Linked DNA regions of Mus musculus: all the other regions are linked to region 2. Evidence: chromatin contacts called from public HiChIP or PLAC-seq and promoter capture Hi-C data. All regions are on one chromosome and are shown on one strand. The core of a region is the stretch at or near the end of the contact, and the rest is flanking DNA. Distances in the headings are between cores, read along the strand shown. Region 1 has its middle 15 kb from the start of Gpr142. Region 2 holds the start of Rpl38 (ribosomal protein L38). Region 3 holds the start of Gprc5c (G protein-coupled receptor, family C, group 5, member C). Region 4 holds the start of 4932435O22Rik (RIKEN cDNA 4932435O22 gene).

The links. HiChIP or PLAC-seq counts read pairs in DNA pulled down with a chosen protein or histone mark. Capture Hi-C pulls out chosen DNA fragments and counts their contacts.
Region 1: a contact with region 2 is called in an H3K4me3 HiChIP or PLAC-seq map of the SCID.adh cell line, with 13 read pairs. The contact joins the enhancer-like site here to the promoter of Rpl38 in region 2. A contact is called at or near these places in 1 of 15 datasets of contacts at CTCF or cohesin (large pre-B cells), 9 of 484 Hi-C or Micro-C datasets (the AtT-20 cell line, B cells, embryonic stem cells and 6 more), 10 of 115 datasets of contacts at active chromatin or transcription factors (the 230-238 cell line, the SCID.adh cell line, bone marrow-derived macrophages and 5 more) and 1 of 9 other capture datasets (liver).
Region 3: a promoter capture Hi-C map of adipose tissue shows a contact between it and region 2. The contact joins the promoter of Gprc5c here to the promoter of Rpl38 in region 2. A contact is called at or near these places in 1 of 39 promoter capture datasets (neural stem cells), 1 of 15 datasets of contacts at CTCF or cohesin (embryonic stem cells), 4 of 484 Hi-C or Micro-C datasets (bone marrow-derived dendritic cells, embryonic stem cells and liver), 6 of 115 datasets of contacts at active chromatin or transcription factors (bone marrow-derived macrophages, embryonic stem cells, extraembryonic endoderm stem cells and 1 more) and 3 of 9 other capture datasets (adipose tissue, liver and pancreatic islet).
Region 4: an H3K4me3 HiChIP or PLAC-seq map of embryonic stem cells shows a contact between it and region 2, with 11 read pairs. The contact joins the promoter of 4932435O22Rik here to the promoter of Rpl38 in region 2. A contact is called at or near these places in 1 of 39 promoter capture datasets (neural stem cells) and 1 of 115 datasets of contacts at active chromatin or transcription factors (embryonic stem cells).

Annotation. Positions count from the first base shown.
Region 1 is chr11:114,816,800-114,819,908 of GRCm38.p6, reverse strand. No RefSeq gene overlaps it. Among named protein-coding and RNA genes, the nearest start is that of Gpr142, 15 kb to the right of the region's middle. Within about 2 kb of position 1,463, at least 47 of the 459 cell types and tissues checked have an H3K27ac peak or open chromatin away from gene starts, as enhancers often do. A contact at or near this core is called in the SCID.adh cell line and bone marrow-derived macrophages, where this site is marked.
Region 2 is chr11:114,666,678-114,669,875 of GRCm38.p6, reverse strand. It overlaps Rpl38 (ribosomal protein L38), which reads right to left and starts at 1,296. Exons shown (of 4, transcript NM_001362918.1): 1 at 1,062-1,296; 2 at 910-970. The coding sequence starts at 1,064.
Region 3 is chr11:114,849,742-114,853,230 of GRCm38.p6, reverse strand. Gprc5c (G protein-coupled receptor, family C, group 5, member C) reads right to left here and starts at 1,699. Exons shown (of 5, transcript NM_001110337.1): 1 at 1,345-1,699.
Region 4 is chr11:114,447,478-114,451,009 of GRCm38.p6, reverse strand. 4932435O22Rik (RIKEN cDNA 4932435O22 gene) reads left to right here and starts at 2,150. Exons shown (of 3, transcript NR_027643.2): 1 at 2,150-2,338.

The sequences.
Region 1 (3,109 bases), core at 214-2,713, 150 kb before region 2:
CACAGAGAGGAGGTGATCTGCTACCAAAATCCTGCTGATGTGACAATGGCCCACTGGCAAAGATCTCCCCCCATCAACACCCCTAATCCACTAGCTATTCATAATGGAAACAGCGTGTGCTCTTTGCCAGTCTGACACCAAGCAACTGGTTTGCCAGTCAAGTGTGCTGTTACAGCATTTGGTCATCCTGTCTCCACTAAGCCTTCTGGCTTCTAGACAAACATCCACCCGGTCTTCCTGCAACTCTACCCTCTGGGTACCCTTAAACCTCTGCATTGTCGCTCCTGCCTCTGCCTGCCTGGTCACATGGCATTCCCCACCCCCCATTTTAGCCCCTGGTGGGCTTTCTGCAGAAAAGGAGAGAAAGGGAGGCCCCCGTGATATCTGTAAGGTGAGCCAGGAGAGAGGGGGAAGCTTTCACCTCCCTGCTTTGAGCTCCACACAGGTCCCTTTCCCAACTAAGCACGTAGGAACCAGGATGCTGTTTCATTTCTGTTGCTGTGATAAAATACCCTGAACAAAGCAACTTAGAGAAAAGAGGTCCTGACCCCTACAACCCCCACCCCTACTCCAGGCTCACACTTCCAGATTACAGCCCATCACTGAAGGGAAGTCACAATGGCTGGAGACAATTAGTCACATTGTATCCATCAGTCACATTGTATCCATTGGCAAGCAGCAGGATGTAAAGACTGCTGGAGTTTAGCTCCCTCTCCCCCCTCCCTTTTCTTTTTCTTTTTCCTATTTGTTTTTTCAAGACCAGGGTTTCTCTGTGTAGCTCTGACTGTCCTGGAACTCGATCTCAGGATAAAACGCAGAGGTCCCCCTGCCTCTGCCTCCTGAGTGAGTGCTGGATTAAAGGCGTGCGCCACTATGCCTGGTTTCCCTTTTCACTGCATCCAGGATCCAGGCTATGAAACCATGTAACCCACGTTTCAGGGCAGCTCCCACCTCCTTTAACCTAACGGAGACAATCCCTCAGATTCACCCACAGGCCAACCTAATACAGATAATCCCTCAGTGGGACTCCCTTCCCAGGTGAGTCCAGAATTCTAGTAAGTTGGCATTAACCAACACACACACACACACACACACACACACACACACACACTGAGAATAGCTGATCTAGACAGAGACTACTTACAACAGCCTTACAGGGAACTTTGGATTCCTAAGGCTGTATACAAACTCCCTGCTCACCCCAATCCCTGCCCCCACCCGTGTGATAGTCAGCAAGGCTGTGTGTGATAGGATGTGTGGGTACTACCCTTGCCTGGAATCACTCGGGTGATGAGCTGCATCCTGTATAAAGGAGGCTGGCTGAGTGTCCTCAGGCTCTGGGATTGGAGAAGCAGTCCTCAGATCGCCACCGCAGTCCTTCTGCATAGCTTGGGGAAGTATGCAGCCAGGGGCAAGCCGAACCAAGCTGAACCAAGCTTCGGAACACAAGGGCCTGAACCTGTTCCCTTTTCCCTTTGTAGGAGTTGTCCTTCCCGCTGAGGTCATACTTAGGGGAACTAACGGAGGAGGGAGGTTGAAGTAGTGGGAATCTTACAGGCCACTCACACTGCAGCCACACAGGAAGTGGTTTCTGGTTTGTGTTCACAGAACCAAGGCACCGCCTGTGTGCACCTGACCAGGGGAGCCCAGGGGAGCCAGCCTTAATCCTGGCTTTTCTTGGCCTCTAAAGAATCCAGATGACAAAAGGTTGGGTTAGATTTCTTGGGTCAGTGCCTACTTCTGCTTCCCAGATGCAGAAACTGGGCCTTGAGGAGGGGTGGTGGCCTAGGACAAGCCAGGTCACCTAGCCCCGAGGTCACCTAATGGCCAGGCACTACCGCTTTCCCATGGCTGATGCCTACTAGGTAAGTCTCCTTTACCCTTGTAACCACAGATGAAAGGAAGTCGCAGGAGTCATATGGGCCAAGGGATAGAGACTGTGGGAGTGTCATGGAGTTCTGTCCACCCATATATGAGGCTGAGTTCCTCATGAGTGGAGTTATGAATATCTGAGCCTGGTCCCTGTTAGCTCTCATAGACTAGTCTCCATCTGCCATCTTTACCAGGCCAGTAAGAAAAGCCATAGCAGAGAAAGTTGATTTATTCAATGTGGCTACAGTGGGGAGATTAACAAGGGGGATTGTGCTATCTCCCCCCACTCAATGCCCCTTCTTAGAATTGGGAACAAAACATCCATGGAAGGAGTTACAGAGACAAAGTTTGGAGCTAGGAGGAAAGGAGGGTGTCTTCTGCCAGAACCCGGGTCAGTGTCTAGCAGGATGCGTCCTCCTGTACTGTCTGAGTCAGTCTAGTGGACAGGCCTATAGCAGTTACTTGCTCTCCCTCTCCCAGAGGCCAGGCCCCTTGCCACTGAAGGGATTTATACTCTTCAGTCTCACTGTGGTCCAGGAAGCCACAGGGTGAGTGAGCAGAAAGGATAGCTGTTTTAATCCCAGGGCCCTCATTCTGTTTGCATCTCTGTGAGGTTCTCTCATAGGGATCCTGAAAGTCAGCTGTTGAGTCTCCTGGCCAAGCCCTGAAGCAGAAGCTGAGGGCAAGGCACAAAAGGACTCACTTTCCAAAGCCTGGAGATTGGTTTAAAAGGATTGACAAACTCAAAACCCTGGGGGTGGGGCTCTACCCCCAACAACGTGTGTGTGCATGCATGTGCAAGTGTGCATGTGTGTGCCTGTGTGCATGCATGTGCAAATGTACCTGTGTGTGCCTGGGTGCATGCATGTGCAAGTGTGCATGTGTGTGCCTGTGGACATGTGTGTATGTGCAAGTGTGTATGTGTGTGCCTGTGTGCATGCATGTATGTGCGAGTGTGCTTGTGTGCACGCATGCATGTGTGCAAGTGTGCATGTGTGTGCCCGTGTGCATGCATGTGCAAGTGCAAGTGTGTGCATGTGCATGGGTGAGCACATAAACATGCACACATGTGACTGTCAGTGCAGAAGCCAGGGGATGACCATGGATCTCATTTGTTCCTCAGGCATCAGCCATGTTTGCTGATTTTAATGGGTTGGTGAGGTGGCTCCGTGGGTGAAGTTGCCTACCCCACAAACTGACAATGTCAATTCAGTGCCTTGAACCCTCTTTGTAAGGA
Region 2 (3,198 bases), core at 47-2,546:
GGCAACAGCCTGTCTGACGTGACAGAGTACACCTAAGGACCTTGCAAAGGCTCTTCCTGCCCACCTAGGTCTACTTCCGCTCATTATCTGATGTTTATAAGTCCGATCTGGGGAGGAAAAGGAAGGCCCATAGGGCTATCTCACACAGTAGAAGACCAGACCTCTTTTTAGCTGCCATGGGAAGATAACATCACCCAAGGTTTCTCGCTAGGCACATCCTCCCCAAACATCCTTTAAGTAGCAGACAATTCCCTCTTCGTGTATGAAAGAACAATACAGAAAGCAGCAGGAGCCGACAAACAACTTTGAACCTGCTTGTTTTAATCTATTTTCGAGACAATGTAACCAAGGAGAGCCTAGCATTTCCCCATCCCTTTGTCCCTGCCTCCGGAATTCGGGGACTGCAGTCTGTGCACCAGGCCTGGCTCTGAATCTCAGCTCATGCCGAGCAGGAGCGAACCCAGCGCAGGAAGAAGCAAGCGCCTTGCTATGTAGGCCAAGGATAGCGTTGGATGCTCAGTTCTCTTGCCTCGGCCCGAGATTAAGCAGGCAGACCTGGGCCAGCACACTGGCTCTGCTTTGTCTCGTCACCTCGCACTCGCTTATTTGGAAGCTGAAGGTTACTGGTAAATGACACTTTTTTCTTTTTTTTTTTTAAGGACAGGGTCTCGCTACGCAGCCCTGGAGAGCTTCTAACTCCCAGGGATTCTCCGGACTCCACCACGCGGGCAAGCCCGGTACTGAACTACAAGGCTCGCTGTGATCGGGGTGTGCACACGTGGCAATGCCAACCTCAGTGTGACACGCTGGGTCGCCAAGCTCGCCATAACCTGCTGTTCCGAGCCGCCCGATGCCTCCCTCCGCCCGTCCCTCGGGCTCGCCCTGAGCCTCCCGGGAGCCCGCACTTACACTTGGCATCCTTCCGCCGGGCTGTCAGCAGAAAGTCCTTGATCTCCTCAATTTTCCGAGGCTGTAACATAGGAGGGACAGAAGATGAGCCGGGGGAACGTGCGCGTCCGGGGGACGCCCAAGCCCGCCCCGGTCCCTCGTCCCGCACTCACCATGGCGACGCGGGCTCGGCTCTGGCGTCCGCACCTGCGGGGTACAATCCCGAGTTAACCGGCCGCGATCCTATTTCCCCGATCCGCCCGCCGCACCCCTCCCTCCTCCCTCCCTCGCTCCCCGCACACCCGTGCTCCCTGCGCCCTCCCCGGCTGCGGATCGCCCCGGATTGAACGCCCTTCCCCACCTGCCCAGCACACTCACAGCGATGAGAACCGAAGAGAACGGGGAAAGAACGAGGCTTCCGCTTCCGGACGGTTAACCCCGCCCAACAGAGGAAACTGAGTACGGTGTCTGCAAAGGACCAGAAAGGATGCGTTCATCATTTCAATTTCAGCAGCCCTGCCCTCTTCTGGTTCAGATTAGTAGTGCAGCTTCTTATAGCAATGGCGTTAGGCTGCCAGCATCACCCTCACCTCCCTTCTTATCCTTTCCCCTATTGTCCCCTCTTTCTGTCACTCATCTTATTATTTTTTTTTTACATTTTATTTTATTTTTTGTTTTTCGAGACAGGGTTTCTCTGTATAGCCCTGGCTGTCCTGGAACTCACTTTGTAGACCAGGCTGGCCTCGAACTCAGAAATCCACCTGCCTCTGCCTCCCGAGTGCTGGGATTAAAGGCGTGCGCCACCACGCCCGGCTACATTTTATTTTTATTGCGTGTATATTTAATTTGCTTGTATATCTGTGCATTAAATGAATGCAATGCTCATGGAGGCCAGAAGAGGGCATCGGATCCAGGGGAACTGGAATTACAAACAGCTGTGAAATGCCTCGTAGGTGCTGGGATCTGAACCCCGGTGTTCTGGGGGAGCAGCCAGTGCTCTTAGGACTGAGCGATAGCTCCAGGTCCAGAAGTGATTGGCTATTTATGTATTTGTTTATTTGAGACGGGGTTGGGTCACCTACCTTCTTCATGCTTATAACAGGCCCAGCAGAAATGATAGTCCAAAGAGCCACTATGTGCCTCACTTGCGTGCAGGGCAGAACTTCTGCAACCACCTGGGTAATCAGAAATGGCTCCTTTATTGCATCTTGAGACCCATTATCCAGGTCAAGAATTGAGCCTCCCCTGGCCAGACAGCTCAGGCCAGCTCTCACCACACGTTGCTTCTTTTTTTTTTTTTTTTTTTTTTTTTTTTTTTTTTTGGGTTTTTTGGTTTTTCGAGACAGGGTTTCTCTGTATAGCCCTGGCTGTCCTGGAGCTCACTTTGTAGACCAGGCTGGCCTCGAACTCAGAAATCCGCCTGCCTCTGCCTCCCGAGTGCTGGGATTAAAGGCGTGCGCCACCACGCCCGGCTACGTTGCTTCTTTAGACATGTAAGAAGTGACAGCTTTGGGAAGGCAGCGTTGCTTCCGTCTGCCGACTGGGTTCCCGCCCGGCTCTAACTTCCTTAGCACTTTGTTAGTCTTTATGATAATGCCTTGAAGGTTAGGCTCCAGGAAACTTTAGGTAGTGGTTTTATTTTCAACCACTTTTATTTTATTTCAACCGCTCTACAAATGTCTCCATTTTATTATGTTTGTCTCCCCCCCCCCCCAATTTAATAACTCACAACAGAATGTAATTGCCTTGTACTTATTACTGTGGAGAGCCTTCCCCCCCACCCCTCCCCCCCACCCCCACCCCGGAGGATGAGCGCTTAACCGTGAGGTTTTCAAACTCACCTCTTTCTCTCCTCCCCGCTCCCTTCGCGGAGCTCCTGCCTCCCGGTGATACGGGGCAGAAAAACTAATTGTGCAGGAGTCTTTTTCAAGAACAGAGCTGTGCTTCGGCGACTGCTGGTAACTGTTGGGTTTCAGACCCCAGAACAAGCAGCTGAGGTGTATTTTACACACCAAAGCAGGCCTGGCCCCCAGCTTTTCCCAGCATCCCTCAGTCCCTACCTGGCAGACCCTTTTCCCAACCCTAAACTTTTAGGTCCCCGGGCTGTCCACAACAGAGAAGGAATGTTTGGTGGGGGTGTGGGGAAGGGGGTGCCTCCGCGGACCCATGCTGAGGCATCCCTTCCCCCTGAGGGACCAGCCACACTACAGTATAGAATAGAGTATATTCAGGGCATGGAGAGGGGAGTTGAGAGAGTAGTAGAGGAGAGAGAGAGAGAGAGAGAGAGAGAGAGAGAGAGAGACAGAGACA
Region 3 (3,489 bases), core at 450-2,949, 180 kb before region 2:
ATTGTCTCAGCCCTCTGGCCCTCTAAGCAGTAGGCTGGTCTACGAACCCGGTAAGAACGGACCTGGAGAGATGCTAAGGCACGGGAGGACCCACAGCCCGTTTACTGTCCTCCCTTTCACTGGACCAAAATACCCCAGCACGCCGAGTCTTAGATCTTCTAAGCAATCAAGGGTCTGCTCTCCGCTTGGAATGTGCCCCACCCCCATCGCCAGCAGCACTCCCTCCCAGCCACAGAACAGACCTTGTTGGGGGGATGGGGTTCTCCAGGAGCACAAAGCCACGCTTCTATATATTCTCGTGTCTGTACTTCAGAATCAAGATCGTGAAATCTTAAGGAATGATTTAGAACTTTGTAAGTGCAAACGTGTGGGCGCGAAGTAGAAACGGAAAGCGCTCTGGAAAAACCAGGGGTGAATAAGGGGTGGGACCCAGAACATAGGCCTCTACACGGAGAAGCGCCGTAGGCCTCTGAAATTCCAAACTTCCCGCGGAGAGATCCTGAGCCTTCACCTCCCTATTCCAACTGGACTGTGTCAACACTCTACGCCCCTGAAAGTTCGAACCGAAAGAGCAAAGGACCAGGCTCTCTGTCCCTAATCCCTCTGGTCACAGAAACCTGCCCTCCCCACGCACTGCCGCGAAATAAGGAAAGGAAGCCAACCTACAGTCACAGTCGACCGTAGCCTCCCACTACGAGAGTGGATAGAGGAACAGCTCTCCGACACTAAGATCCCTTGCGGAACACCCCCGGCCGCAGAACCTGGCTTCCCCGAGCCATTAAATCCCCAGCTGGCTCGGGTTTGGAAACTTTCTGCGAACTTGTAGAGTGGGTGCATCGTCACCCACCCCTTGGGTTTTCACCGGGGGCCTCGGCCCTCTCCCTTTCCCAGCCAGCTGGACCCAGCCCTTCCTGCGGGCCGATGGCTAGGGCGGAGCGCCGAGGCAGCAGCCCTTACCTGGGACGCGCAGCCAGCCCGCTCCGGCGCCGCGCTCAGAGCCAACTTCGGCCCCAGGCAGGGCGCCGGCGGGCGTAGGAGGGACTCAAAGCAGGGCGCGGGGCCAGAGCCCGTTCAGGCGGGGGGTGACCAGGCCTGAGCAAAGGTGCGGGGGCCTGCCTCCCAGGGACCCCCGACTGAGCACTGAGCTAAGCGCGCTCAGTGGCTCGCTCTCCCGCCCGCCTCCCCAGGCACAGTGCTCCCCTCTCTCGGCCAGGGTGGGCCGGGCTGCATCACCGTGACATCACCTCCATTCCCGGCGCTCCTCCGGGGCCAGCAGCGCTCCAGGTACGAGCAATCCTAATCCCCAGTAACAAAGCGCGCCCGGCCCTGCCCCCTCCGACTCACCTCCAGGCTCGGCCGACGCGCACTTTCGGGTTGGGAAAGGCGATCGGAGTTTCTGGCCAAACTGACTAGTGGGTTGTTGCTGTTTACTGCCACGCCCCCGCACGCGGGCGCGCGCGCACTTGCGCGTACTCACTTTCTGGATTCGCCTTTCTCTCCCGAAAGAGGTTCGGGGTGCAGCTCAGTACACCCCTAGGCTGCATCTCCCAGCGATCGCACGCACCCACAGACTCACGGTGGCCACCTTGGCGCGTCTACCCGTGACAGACACCCAACCTTTGTCACTTTCGTCCTGGCTTTCCCATGAGACACATGCCTGGCACAGTTCGCTGCTCCGGGCTGGAGCGAGGAACACACTAGGACACAAAGTCCGTCTTTGTCACGGCTCCGCGCCCCCTCCCCTAGCGAGCTTGCACACGTGGACACAGCGCACACGGAGCGTCCTCCTCTTTCGTGCGTGATCCTTCCCGAAGAGCCCAGTCTCCAAGATCACGAGGGAATGTCACGGCGCACGTCCCTAAATCTGTGGACTGAGTCCAGAACCCCTGCGGGCTGTTGGCCGGAGTCTTTGTCGGCCTGACTACCCCACGCCCGAGTTTCTTACAACGCGGGCTCCCCTCCCCGCGTCCCGGTTCCCTGTGGTGACCTGTCCTAATTAGCCTCTCAGTTTTGTTCCCGAGGTAGTGTTTAACAGGATCCCTGTGGTCTGTGCGCTCCTGGCCACGTTGTTGCTGACTCTAAGTCCAGCCTCTCCCGAAGTCTGAAGACCTTTCCACGAATTCAGATTCCCCTGAACCACACCCCCACTCCCTGCCCGGGCGGATCCACCCTTTCTCCTCCAGCCCCGGGAATCTGCTGAAAAGAAACCGCAGAAATAGGGAAGCGAATCCCAGCTGAGGCCTATCTGGCCCAGTAAACAAGAGATTTTTTTCTTTCCGGCCACTTTCTCTGGGGACCTGGGATCCCGCGGGAGTGAGTTGTGCTGTCTTTGGAGCACTGAGTGGGTCTGGTTGCATTGCGCTGTATCCCCGTAGGGGACAAGTCGCAAGAGCAAGGGAGAGGTTGTTGGGCCTGACAGGGGCCTTGGGGACTCTGGGGGAGGGCAGGGAGTCGGGTCTCAGGGTGCGGGTTCTCGCGACGCCGAGTTGCCTGGGGGATCGCCAGGAGCGCGGTCGGAGCCAGCCGGTGGCTGGGCAGGCTGCAGGGCGTGTTTGCTCAATCCTGGGCTCCCGCGAGGAGGGGGGGGGGGCGGGGGGGCGGGAGGGGGGAGGCAGCTGGTCACAGGCGAGGGGATAGCCAGGTGGAGGAGGTCAGGGAGCTAGTGACCCGTACCTCCCCGACTGGCTGTGTGTTTGAGTACCTCCATCTATGACAACCTGGAGTCTAAACTCAATGAATCACCCGGAGTTGCCGGAGCGATAAAACCTTCGGCCGGTTCCTCCTCACCGCTCTGTTCTTTTCTGACTCTAGGAGGAATGTTTATTTAAGGGGGGTGTGGGGGGGAGAAGCCTGTGGGGCCCAGACTTTCTAGAACCCTGAATCCTTTCCTGTGCCCTGTAGTTTCTGTCAGGTCTGGGGAATGTGGCAAAGCTCGAACTATTTCAGTGGGTGGCTGCTGTGGGGGTACCCGCTCCCATTCCTAAATCCACCTCCCAACCCAAGGTTAGAGATCTAAGGCTCAGGTGTCAAGGCTTGAATGGAGCAGGCAGTTAGTGCCCACGCTAGCTAGAAAGGCAAACAGACTGGTTAGACCTAAGTGAACGGTGAAAGTCTCCCTGGCCTCTGCCTGGTTTTCATTAACTAGGTGACCAATGCCTAACTCTGCTGAGGGCTTTTTGGCATCTGTGAAAAGCCAGCTTGGGGGGGGGGGGGGCTGGGGGGGTGAGTGTCAAGACCCTGCAAAGGATCTCAATTTTCTGTCTTCTCTTTTCCCTACAGTCTCCAAAACTATATGACTGGTTTGCCCTGCTTGGCTCACACCTGTAGCTCTAGCCCTTGGGGAGAAGAGGCAGGCTGGACTACATAAGATTCTGTCTCCAAACAAAACCACACTCTTAGCCCCTGCTTCCCACCGGGCAGGGTTATCTATCCGGCCTGGTCACACACTGAGAGTCACTTAAAAGGGACTGTCCCACTGGGGCTGAGCCC
Region 4 (3,532 bases), core at 901-3,400, 220 kb after region 2:
CTCTGAACCCGTAAGCCAGCCCCAATTAAATAGTGTCCTTATAAGAGTTGCCTTGGTCATGGTGTCTGTTCACAGTAGTAAAACCCTAACTAAGACTCTGTGTGTGTGTGTGTGTGTCTATAGCTACTGGATTTGTAGGAATTTATTATGGCAGTTATGGAAAGCTATGGAGAGTATCTCAAGTCAACCTGGTTGAAAAGAGAGAGAGCAAGGAGAGTATCCTTGTATCCTTGCTCGGGGGTCATTTTCTCCCTCAGTCCTGTCCTGACATGCCATGTCTGCTGTCAGAATACACGTCCAACAATCCCCACAACTACAGCTTGCGGGCTGCCAGAGACAGAATTCTAAAAATGTTTCCCAAGACCCCCATCCTTTTGTTTTCTAATCCAACTTCGACCTAGGTATTATTGCAAAAGGGCTGCCTAGGCTGGTGTAATCAGCGGGCCTTAAAATAGGCAGCTTGTCTAGGCAGACCAGAGTGATCGCACAAGGCCCTCAGAAACAAAGGCAGAGAGTCAGCGTTCACATATGAGAGGTTTCTATGTTCTGTTGCCGCTTCAGAGATATAAGGGCCACATCCAAATAGCACAGAAGTCCTAGCTTCCCAGAGCAAACCCTACCCAGTGACCAGTCAGGAACGAGAACTTTAGTCCCAGAAACACAAGGAAGCCAAACTAGCCAGGGACTTGAATGAGGGGAAAGCAGATTCACCACACGGCATCCAGTAAAAGGCCGATTAGTAAGACGGCTTGATTTTATCTTTCTGAAATCTGGAGCTAAAGTAGACCTGCTATGGAGTCTCTATACGGTGTCTTAGGTCATAGCTGTGCTTTTCAATTTGGAGGTGGCCCAAACTGGCTGGCCTGGGTTGGTTCAGGCTGTATTACAGGATGGCACATTAGTTATGTCTACTCTACTCTTGCATGTTTGCATACCTGGTGTTGTGGTTTGAATATGAATGGTTCCCAAAGGCTCCTATATTCAAGTGCTTGGTTCCCAGTTTGTGAAATTGTTTGGGAAGGATTAAAAGATGTGAACAACCTTGTTGGAAAAGGTTTCAAAAGCCCACACCATTCCCCGATAGCTCTCCCTCTGCCTGGTGCTTGTTTGTCAGACGGAAGTGCTCACCCACTGCTCCTCTGCCATGCCTGCCTGCCTGCTTCTTTTGTGCTCCCTGCCATGGTGACCTTCCCTGTTCATGGTGACCCATGAACCCCCAAATTAATTTTTTTTAAAAAATACATTTCCTTGGCTGTGGTGTTTTGTCATAGCAATAGAAAAGTAATTAAGACATGTGGTCAGTGTCAGAGGTTCAAGGCCACTTCCAGCCTCAAGAACACAGGCAGTCTTCACTGCATCATGGAGCCGCATATACTATTAGCCCAAATGAGCCATGTGGAGTGAGGGGAGAGGCATTACCAAGAGCCAGGACGTCCCATTCTCTGTTAAAGGAAAGATCTGGAAAACAGAGACCTACAATCTACTCTGCATATCCCCCACTGGTGATTTAACAGGACCCCACCCCCACCCCAATCCCGCTGTGTTCTCCCAACACCCATCTTCAACCTGTCACCTACCTGCTTCTTCAGTTTCCACTCCCCTGTGTCTCCCACATTGGAACATCATAAGTTCCGCACAAGTGGAAAGTTGTGTCTAGATCAGATCTGGCACATAACAGGTGGTCAGTGTGCATTCCTTGAATGGTCTAAATCTGATCCCACTACCCACGTCCACATCATGAGTTGTGATTCATTTTGTGTGGGAAAAGCAGCCACTATCCTAGCTCGGGGAGATGGACTGAAAAACCTCATCACGTTGGAAAACAAACCAATTTCCTGCACTGATTTGGAACCTCTGATGAGCCCGAAGAGTTGGAGATGTTCTAAAAATAACTCCCACAAAGCCTCACTGTGACAACACGTTTCTCCCCCTCTGACCTGCCCGATGGAGGGGCCCGGGCCTAATAAATTCAAACAACAGGGCATGCCAATCCCCAGAGACTTCACTCCTGGGGCTAAGATAATAATCCCAGGGTTTTGGCAGGCATTCCTGGATCGCACTCAGCTTCTCTTGCATGAAAGGACAGGCCGCCCCTGCCAAATGGAACCACCTTGGAGAAGCTGGCTGGGCTGCAAGTGCTATCCTCTGCAGTCAGCAACTGGCAAGTTCAACTGGTGTCTGTGGGGCGCCAGGCACAGCCTCTGTTAACCCTTTCACCGCCCGCCCTGAAGAGTGAACACCATTCTGCTCCCCACCGAAGATGGGAAGTGAACTCTCTTTCCTGATATGACAGGGACAGGAGATACCACAAAGCTTCAAGGTCAAGCCCGTGATTCAGGTTGGTACCCTTTCTACCAGGTCAAGTGGGTGGAAGGTTCTAGAACTACTGAAACTGGATTTTTCCAGGGGGTGAATAGGGCAGTGTTGGGACAGTACTGGGGTGTGTGTGTGTGTGTGTGTGTGTCCTGGCTTACCGTGTTCCCCAGTCCCTTCCAGGAGTCCTGGGGTCTGAAGGGAAAGTGGTGGCATCAATGCAGTCGGATGTGTGAGAAGCAGGGACAGACACCATTACAAGTCTTGACTAGAATCACAGCACCATAGACCCAGGAGTCTTCCCACCATTCTTAGCACCACTGCCATGTATTATCTATGATATTAATTATTTATCAGTAGTAGTTATAGCCATCACCACCACAGCTAGATCATTAATATTTACCAACAATTAATAGCATTAATATTTATTAATATTAATCTCCATTAATAAGATGTAGAAATGCTTGTCAATTTATCAATAAATATTAATGGTATAATATTTATTATAATAATGAATAGTTATCACAAATGCTATCCACCAGGCATTAACGAGCCTAGTATAAGGTTTGGGGAGAGGGCTCAGGCTCAGTTCAAATCCTCAACACCCGAATCAAAAGGCTGGTGGTGTGGTGAGCAGCTGCACATTAGCACTGGGGAGGCAGAGACAAGAGGATCCCTAGTGCTGAGAGCCAGCCAAGCTGGCTGAAGTGATGAGCGTCAGGTTCAATGAGAGACCCTGCCTCTAAACATAATATAAGCTGGAGAATGATTGAGAAAGACTCCCAGCATTGGCCTGGCCTTCACAAAACATGCACACATGTGTGTGCAAGAGTGTGTGTGTTTGGACACACACACCACACACATATACACAAGCACGCACTTACGTATGAACATGTACACTTTGTACACACACAGAAGAAAGTCTTAAGACATTATCAATTTTAAAAAATTGTATGTGCCTGTGTGTGTACTCGGACAAATTTATGTGCACTGTGTACATGTGGGTACCCATGGAAGCTAGAGGGCAAGAGATTCCTGCAGCAGGAGTTAGAGATGGTGGTGAACTGCCTGATATGGGTGTTTGAAACCGAGCCTGGGTCCTCCAAGAAAGCAGTAAGCACTCTTAATTGCTGAGCCACCTCTCTAGCACTTCGAAGGGAGAAATGAAAAGGTAAATGCAAAACCTACTATAGGTATTAAAATAATACACTTGACAGAA